Linked DNA regions of Triticum aestivum: region 2 is linked to region 1. Evidence: chromatin contacts called from public Hi-C data. All regions are on one chromosome and are shown on one strand. Each heading gives the region's core, a stretch centred on a gene start, on an enhancer-like site or on the middle of the called end of the contact. The rest is flanking DNA. Distances are from core to core; before and after follow the strand shown.

Evidence for each region. Hi-C and Micro-C count contacts between places; a contact is called where the count stands out from the background.
Region 2: a Hi-C map of leaf shows a contact between it and region 1, with 3 times the contacts expected there. The contact joins the promoter of LOC123053825 here to the promoter of LOC123053821 in region 1. A contact is called at or near these places in 2 of 5 Hi-C or Micro-C datasets (both in leaf) and 1 of 1 datasets of contacts at active chromatin or transcription factors (leaf).

Annotation. Positions count from the first base shown.
Region 1 is chr2D:461,220,638-461,224,837 of IWGSC CS RefSeq v2.1, forward strand. LOC123053821 (putative adenylate cyclase regulatory protein) reads right to left here and starts at 1,811. Exons shown (of 16, transcript XM_044477391.1): 1 at 1,592-1,811; 2 at 461-834; 3 at 254-382. The coding sequence starts at 664.
Region 2 is chr2D:461,597,089-461,601,036 of IWGSC CS RefSeq v2.1, forward strand. LOC123053825 (trafficking protein particle complex subunit 2) reads left to right here and starts at 2,209. Exons shown (of 5, transcript XM_044477402.1): 1 at 2,209-2,347. LOC123053822 (dol-P-Glc:Glc(2)Man(9)GlcNAc(2)-PP-Dol alpha-1,2-glucosyltransferase) reads right to left here and starts at 2,242. Exons shown (of 7, transcript XR_006425867.1): 1 at 1,739-2,242; 2 at 1,107-1,195; 3 at 133-1,036.

The DNA of each region.
Region 1 (4,200 bases), core at 561-3,060:
ATACATTTACATATAAAGGCCTGATTGATGGTACGGGAACTTTAATTTTACATCAAGTAATTGTTCATAGTTAACAGGGATAAGCTAGACTTGTACTATTATTTTATTCATCATTCTTTTGTACATAACCCATATTAATAAAAAATTCAGTGGGGAATTTTCCCATTGTTTCGCCTTAAAAATTGTATTTAAGACAAAACATCACTGTCTATTTCATTCGAAACAGTTTACCAAACAGGCACCAAAATTTCACCTGCAAAGCACAGTCGCGAAAAGCTCCCAGCAACTCCTCATTGATGTAGCTACACCGCACCAATTCGTTGAATATCTGCTGGCTAAGATCCCTAGGCAGCATGGAGAAATCTGAATACCTACTTATGTCCTGCAATCACCCACATCAACTCAGCCAAGAAGAGGCATCGCATGGCCAAACTCTGAAGATATGAGGTCACAGGATTACCTCACGGACTCTGGCCACGCAAAGTTCAACCAGCGACGGGCGGCGACCTGGGCCCGGTCCCTGCGCCTTCCGGAGCACATCAGAGCTGCTGCGTGACAGCGTGTGGAGCAGCCACTTGAAGCTGCCGCTCTTGGAGAACTTGACGCTGTACAGTTGATCCTCATGGACCACCTGGCCTCTGTTCCTTGAGCAGGCACTGCCCATGGCGAGTTCTTGCACTGAACAAAACCTGATCACTGCCTCAAGTCTATGGATCGACGTACAGTGTCACGGACCATGGATAGACTCAGAGGTGCGTGTTCTTCCTGGCCACGGCTCGATTCCCTAGCATCCATTCCAGGCGTGACTACGACTTGGCCTTCTTCAACGCCATCCTGCATCATCAATAAATTAATATAATCAGTAAGCTTGACTTGCACTGCAGCAAGGAAATTACTATCAGAAGATTGTCAATATAATCAATAAGCTTGAGTTGCACTGCAGTAAGGAAGTTACTATCAGAAGATTGCCAATATAATCAACAAACTTGACTTGCACCGCAGTAAGGAAATTACTATCAGAAGATTGTCAATATAATCAATAAGCTTGAGTTGCACTGCAGTAAGGAAGTTACTATCAGAAGATTGCTAATATAATCAATAAACTTGACTTGCACCGCAGTAAGGAAATTACTATCAGAAGATGAAGATTGTATGCAGACGCAGTCAGACAAAACCAAACCCCCACGCAATCGATTCTAATGCAAGTGGTCGGTTTCGAGTGAAGTGTTCATCTCTCACGCAACTGAGCCTGGGCGTCCAATCACCACACACCGCCAACCAATCCTACACGCAATTGAGCCCCACGAACAGAGCAACCAGCCCCTGCGGATGATTATGCCGAACAGAACACAGAACCCTGCAAATATGCAACAGTATCGAAGGTTCCGTCCGCACCAAGCTCTGCAAATCGCGGACGGCAGGCAGAGCGAACTGCAAAAATGCCCAAATCTCTGGATTGGGATAGCCGAAGAAGAGAGGATCAGAGCAGAGACGGAGGAGAGCACGTCGGAGGCTGGACGAAATCAGCAGCAGCCGAGAGAATCGCACTCGCGCCTAAAGTTAGTTATTATTGCATAGGAGGTGAAATTACCTGATCGGGCGTCGAATCAGGCCACCGGAGCCACCTGATGCTGGGCTGAGCCACGGATTAGCGGAGCTCGACGGAGCCGGCGGCTGAAATCGTCGCCGTCGTGCCGTATCTGATTCCAATCCGGCGAAGTCTCGCGAGCGACAGTGACGACGCGAGGTCAGGTCAGGTCCGGCCACGAGTGGGGAGGGAGGAGGAAAGGTGGGGATGGAGGAAAAATGGCTTATAGCGAGCGCCGGGGAGCAGCGTGCGAGCTCCACGTGTCGCGGGGCGCTGGAACGGTACGCGGGGCTACGGAAGGTTGCGTCACTGACACGCGGGGGCCGCGGACCTTCTGGACCCACAGCCGGTGACACGGAGGAAACGGATGATGGTGGGTGGTGAGCGAGGGGACGGGGGCCACCAGGAAGCGGAAGGGATAAGGGCAAAGGGGGTGGGGCACCACCGTGGCGGGCGGGCGCACGGCACCCCGGTTTTGTGACCCCGAAGAGGGATGTTCGTTGTGCGGGGGTGCACGTGGGCCCCGCGGCTTTACGACCGCAGTTTTGCTATTTATCGCCTCTCGCTGGTACACTCGTCGTCCAGAAGTACTGCTATCGCGTGCGAGTCAGCAGCCGCATGTGTCAGTTTTTTGGTGCGACGGGACAAAACGAACACGTTTGATGTTGCTTTTTGTTGCGGTGAGAAAACACGTGACATCGGGCACTAGAGCATCTCAACAGACCATATCAGCATGAAGATGACTTTCGCCTGAACAACCGGTTTTAGGCATTCGTATCAAAAACGATGCTCTAGGAGCTGCCCTATCTCTAAACCGTGCTGTAAATTTTTACGGCATCTATTTTGGCCTCGCATGCTGTAAATATATGGCAGTAGTCGGTTGCCGCAAAACAAATATCGTGGTCGCGCGAAGCCCGCGCACGTCAAACTTCATCCTGCCGCGGCTTCCCCTACATCATCGCTGCTGCCGAATATGGGCACCATCGTCAACGCCCCCTTCCGCCCTATCAGCCACCGCTCCACCCCATTCGGTAGCCACTTCACTGCCCCATCGCAGATCCATAGTCTCTGCGTCTGGCAGGCCGCTGAACCACCGAATTAGTCCGTCGTCGCTCCACTGCCACCGCCGATTTGAGGATGTCACGCGGCAACGCCAAGCTGAGGAGCGGCATGGGTTTCCCCGGCATTCAGCTCCGGTCGTCCGGCCGCTATGCCACGGAGATCTTGTGCATTGGGATGTTGGCACCGGATCGGGATATTCGAGGCACTAGAGCTCGCGGCGCGCGCTTATGACACTGAGGCTTGGAGGTACCTGGAGTCGAAATCCGAGCTAAACTTTTTGGACGTCACGAGGTAGGAGGTGGTGGAGTTCCTCGCTCCCAAATACGGATTCTGTCGCGCAAGGAGGAGAAGAAGGACCAGCTCGTCATGCAGCAGCCTCCGCCGATGATAACGATGAGGCGGCTATGGCAAGGTTCGCCGCAGAAAATCCACACCTTGTGATACGGAGCCTCCCGTAGACATCACCTGTAAGAGTTCCTTTGTCAAGAGACACGTGCAACATCTACTTCAAACATATAAAGGTGAATCTTCTCTTTTACACGTGTCTTGTCACCTTCGACAATGGTATACTACTTGACTCTTCATCGCGCATGTATAGGTTTGAGAGGAGCTTCACACATGATGAGGAGGAGTGCAAGCACAAGAGAACATCTACACCATCCGTGAGGGAAGCGTGAAAGCGGCGACAAATGCAGAGCTTTGCATCGCCCCCAACGAAACTTGTAAGATTGTCAGTCTTACTAGCCTTTCTAGTTACAAAGATCAATGTAACTTGTGTTTGAAAGTATTGATTGAAACAAAAGAAAAGAAAATCCAGATTCTAAACAGGATTAAGAGAAAGTTGACCGGGTTGAAAGCAAAAAAGATGAATGGACTGAGACCCATAGTTTCACTAATGACATCTCTCCATACAAGATAACATGACATGGTGAACAAATTACAATTGTGTATTGATTAAATTACAGTTTTTATGACTGTAATTATACATGGCATAACTGGATATAGGCATCACGCCCGGACATCTATACACCATTAATCCAACAACACCTATACTTTATACCCCCACCGCAAAAACGCTATCTAGTATGCATCTCAGAATATTAAGTAAAATAGAGTATTGCACTAAGTATAGTGACATGGTAAAGATAATATATTGTCTTCACCCTGTGTTTAAAGGACAACTACATAACTTCCTCTTGGTGGCAACAACACAATACAACCTTTTTTCACATTATATCTCTGTTGTAGAGTAATTGCAAAACTCAACTAAAATACGCAACTTCCTCTAGAAGATCATTCATCTAAACACGGCTAGTGCAATACTGATATATCAAAGAGCATATATGTCGCATAAAAGAACTCATATGAATCAATGAATTAAGACATATGCAAATCTGATCATAAAGTGACAATTCATTACACTGCAACAAACACACCATAACGATTACATCTGATGAATCACAATCACGTAGGGCATCTGATATGATCATTGTATTGAAGAACAAGGTACATATTGCAATCTAGCTACTGCTATTAACAAGGGAGAGATG
Region 2 (3,948 bases), core at 959-3,458, 380 kb after region 1:
CATATCAGAAAAAGATCTATTTTCAATTTTAAAGGACATTAACAAGCCACCTAGTGAATCCCAAAAAGGAAGCTACAAGCTTACAGTAAAAGGTGGAAAAAAAATCTCAATTAAAACAGCTGGAGTACTCACTGGTGTGCGATTTAGTAGATCCAGAAACAACTCCCCTCTTCCTTATGGGGTGATTAGTTCGTCGTCTTCTCAAACCTAAAGCACTGACTTTGCTATCCCTGTCAGACACTTCTGTTCTTGATTTATCTGTTGGTTCACTGTTCTCATCAGAAAGGCAGTCACTGAGAGAAAGATCTTGCACATATGCAATGGCTCCATTGGCAGCAAAAAATATCATCCATATTACATTAGTCTGCCGGAAAAGTATTGAGAGAGCACCGAACTGCAGGCAAAAGGAACAAAAATAATTAGCAAAGGCAGGAAGTATATCAAAAATTTCAATGTGAAATGTGTGGTTTGGTTGCTAAAAAATGATGTGGGGCACTGAACATTTTCTTATGAATCAACAATCTTCACCATCAAGTATGCTATGGATAAATTTTATGAATGTACAACTTCCTGCAACTCAAGCAAGCTAAAGAAACTCCTGTTGTGAGCACAATAAATCAACAAATAATGTATATGCTATGGTCTCCACAAAATGCAACCTTATCTCACCGAAGCTATAAAGAACCACGTTCAAACACTCACCAATGCGCTGACCCAAAACCGTTTCTTCAAGCAGGACAGGTACATCGCAAGAACTGAAGCTAATGATGCGACATCAGTATAATACAGAAAGGTAAAGAACCAGTGGACAGGATACAACGCTACAAGAATAGCATAAGCAGTTGCCTTCGTCTTGCCAATTCCTGGCTTGATACACAGAAGCAGGTCATGGACAAGAACACCGCAGACCATTGCCATTATAACATTAGTTGACCGGAGAAGTGCTGTGGTGCAAAGGGGGTCAAATGCCTCTGCTACCTTGATAGCCCATGCACCAGGAAACAGGGAAGCAAGATATGCTAGAGAAATGTAGTACCTGCAAAATTGCAGCAGTTCGTCACAAGAAAACTTTGAGTTTGAAGCAATGAGGAGTAGTTGAAGCTCACAGGCCAGGAGGGGTGGTGATCATGGGATCCCAAGTCAAGAAATCTCCACGGCAGTAGTGCTGTGCCTGGGGAACATGGAATATCTCATCCTAAAAACAAACAATAAAGTGGTAGCGGATATGTTATCATGTTCTATTTGGAAGCATATTGTGCTATACACATCTTCAGAATGAGAATACAGCGAGATTAGACAAAAGTATGAACCCTAAAGATCTTGCTAAAGCTCTACCTATGCCCCACATCTGCTTGCTGAATCTAATTTCTCCATAGAACTCAACTTTCTATTTAACTATGAAACTATATATAACTCACAAAATCCCTTCATGCAAACGATGACGTTTTCCTACATGAGAACCAATGCTATCATATTAATGCAAATGTTTGTGCCTAATATCTTACTTGTATAAACAGCATTGGGCAAACAAGCGTAGTTGCAACTTCAGACCCTATGTGATTTTCAGTGAAAAATAAATCCTAACGCATGACGATGTTGCGAAACGAAAGGAATCGTTGTTTCCCAATTAGCATTTCTTCAGATAACTAGATTGCCTTAATACCACCATACTTCATCATCAGATTATAAGCAAGTGAGAAGTGACATTAGACATGCATATCGTGGCAAGAGGACTCACCATGTAGGGGTCAGGCACGATGGAGTCAACCAAGGCGGCGATCGGGATAGCCCATGCGGCCACCGCGGCGGCGACGGCCAGCCTTCCCATCCCGCAAGGCGGGGCTCTCAACTCCGGGAACCCCACCTGAGAGAGCCACCACGCTTCAGATCCAGTTCAGCGCTCGGGACTCGGAAGCACAGAGCTCATCACACGAACCCTCACTAGCTTGTCGGAGGCAGATTGCAGAAGGCCCGCGCCGTCGGTAGCGAGTTCGCCGGTGATACGACGCGGCCGGACGCTTCTACACTGCTCTACTGCTGCTGCCGCCGGCGTCTCGCCGGAGGTCTCAGGCTAGACCGGTGGAGATTTCAGCCGCGAGACGTCGGCCCAGTCGTCTGTAACGTACCGGCTCGAGCAGGCCCACGACTCTGCGTGCCCAACGCACCGGCCCGGCCCGGCCCAACCAGAGGCGGCAGGTACCTAGCGAACGGGAAAGAGGGCGAAGTCTCATTACTCGTTGCGCTTAGATCTCCCACCCTCTGATCTCTCCCGAGGCGCGAGCAGGAAGACGCTGGCGGGCGGCTCCGGCGACCGGAGACTCTGCGGCCTTCCCTCCGCCCTTTCCATGTGAGCAGCTCCTACTCTTCTCCTCCCCCATCTCGAGTTTTCTTAGGTTTGGATGGATCAGTTTAGTCTTTGGTTAATCAGCAGCGGATAGCTTGTTAAAAGAACCAACAGGGAGCAGCAGTGTGGTTGAATCGGGAACATCACGTACAGTTGAATACTGACTCCGCTATTTTTAGCTAGACCTAGGATCTTGACAAAGCCACTGGGCCAAGAAGGAATTGCTGTACAAGTGAGGACCAGTGGGAGTAGAATTATATTGAGATCTGATGAATGGGTGGGATATGCAAAAGTCTGTGTATTATCGTTTTGTCGTGTTGGTCTGTAGAGATCAGAGTATCTTCAAATCCACCCAATATGATTTTGTTTTCTTAGTGCTTGATACATTCTTAGATCACTTGGGGCCTCAACGAAAGAGTCCTCTGATTTTGAAATATATCTCCAATCCAATAGGGCAGCCCGGTGCATGTAGCTCCCGCTTGCGCAGGGTCCGGGGAAGGGTCCGACCACTTTGGGTCTATTGTACGCAGCCTTTCCCTACATTTCTGCAAGAGGCTGTTTCCAGGACTCGAACCCGTGACCTCCTGGTCACAAAGCAACAGCTTTACCGCTGCGCCAAGGCTCCCCTTCCATCTCCAATCCAATACTATAGTATAATATGATTTTGAAAGAGTATAAGCTGGCATTTCTTGCCACCGATTGCTATAAACATCTGTAGTGAGATGCCTAGAACTTCTTGAAGCAGACTTGGTTTGACCATAGTATCAACTTCAGTCACAAACTCACACATACTTGAGAAGAATATTTTGTGGCTGTTATTCTACTCTGAGCAGTGAGCTTGAAATTTTGCTATACAACTCATGGTTTCATGTTAATCAAACTGGGAGATGCCCTCTATTTCCAAAAAAAAAATTGTTGAAATTTTAGTAATTAAACTAGAAAAAACCTGTGAATGTGCACCTTTTTTATGTCAGTTTTTTCACACATGCCCCATTCTCTACCATCTGAGCAACTAAGAGTTATTTCACTGAACTACGATTTCAACACCAAAAAAAAACTATGTCTAGTAAAAGCACAAGTTTACAGAGTTTTTGGTACAAACACAGCTTGCGTCTTAACAGCTAAAATGTGTTAGCGCACATAAGTGAGATGATATTTGGTTGCAGTTAAAGTCTCTTAGTGCAAAGCAACAGAAGGCATGCACATCAGTAATCAGTTAAGACGCAAGCTGGCGTTTCTTGCCACAGATTGCTATAAACATCTGTAGTGAGATGCCTAGAATTTCTTCAACCAGACTTGGTTTAACCATAGTATCAACTTAAGTCACAAATTCACCCATACTTGAGGAGGATAAGTTGTAGCTGTTATAGTTTTATGCTGTTATTCTACTCTGAGCAGTGAGCAATTGTTGAAATTTTGCTATATGAGTCATGGTTTCATGTTAATGGAACTGGGAGATGCCCTCTGTTTCAAAAAAAAATGTTGAAATTTTGGAAATAAAACTAGATAAAACCTATGAATCTGCACCTTTTTCATGTCAGTTTTTCACACATGCTCCAGTCTCTACCATCTGAGCAACTGGGAATTATTCCACTGAACTATGA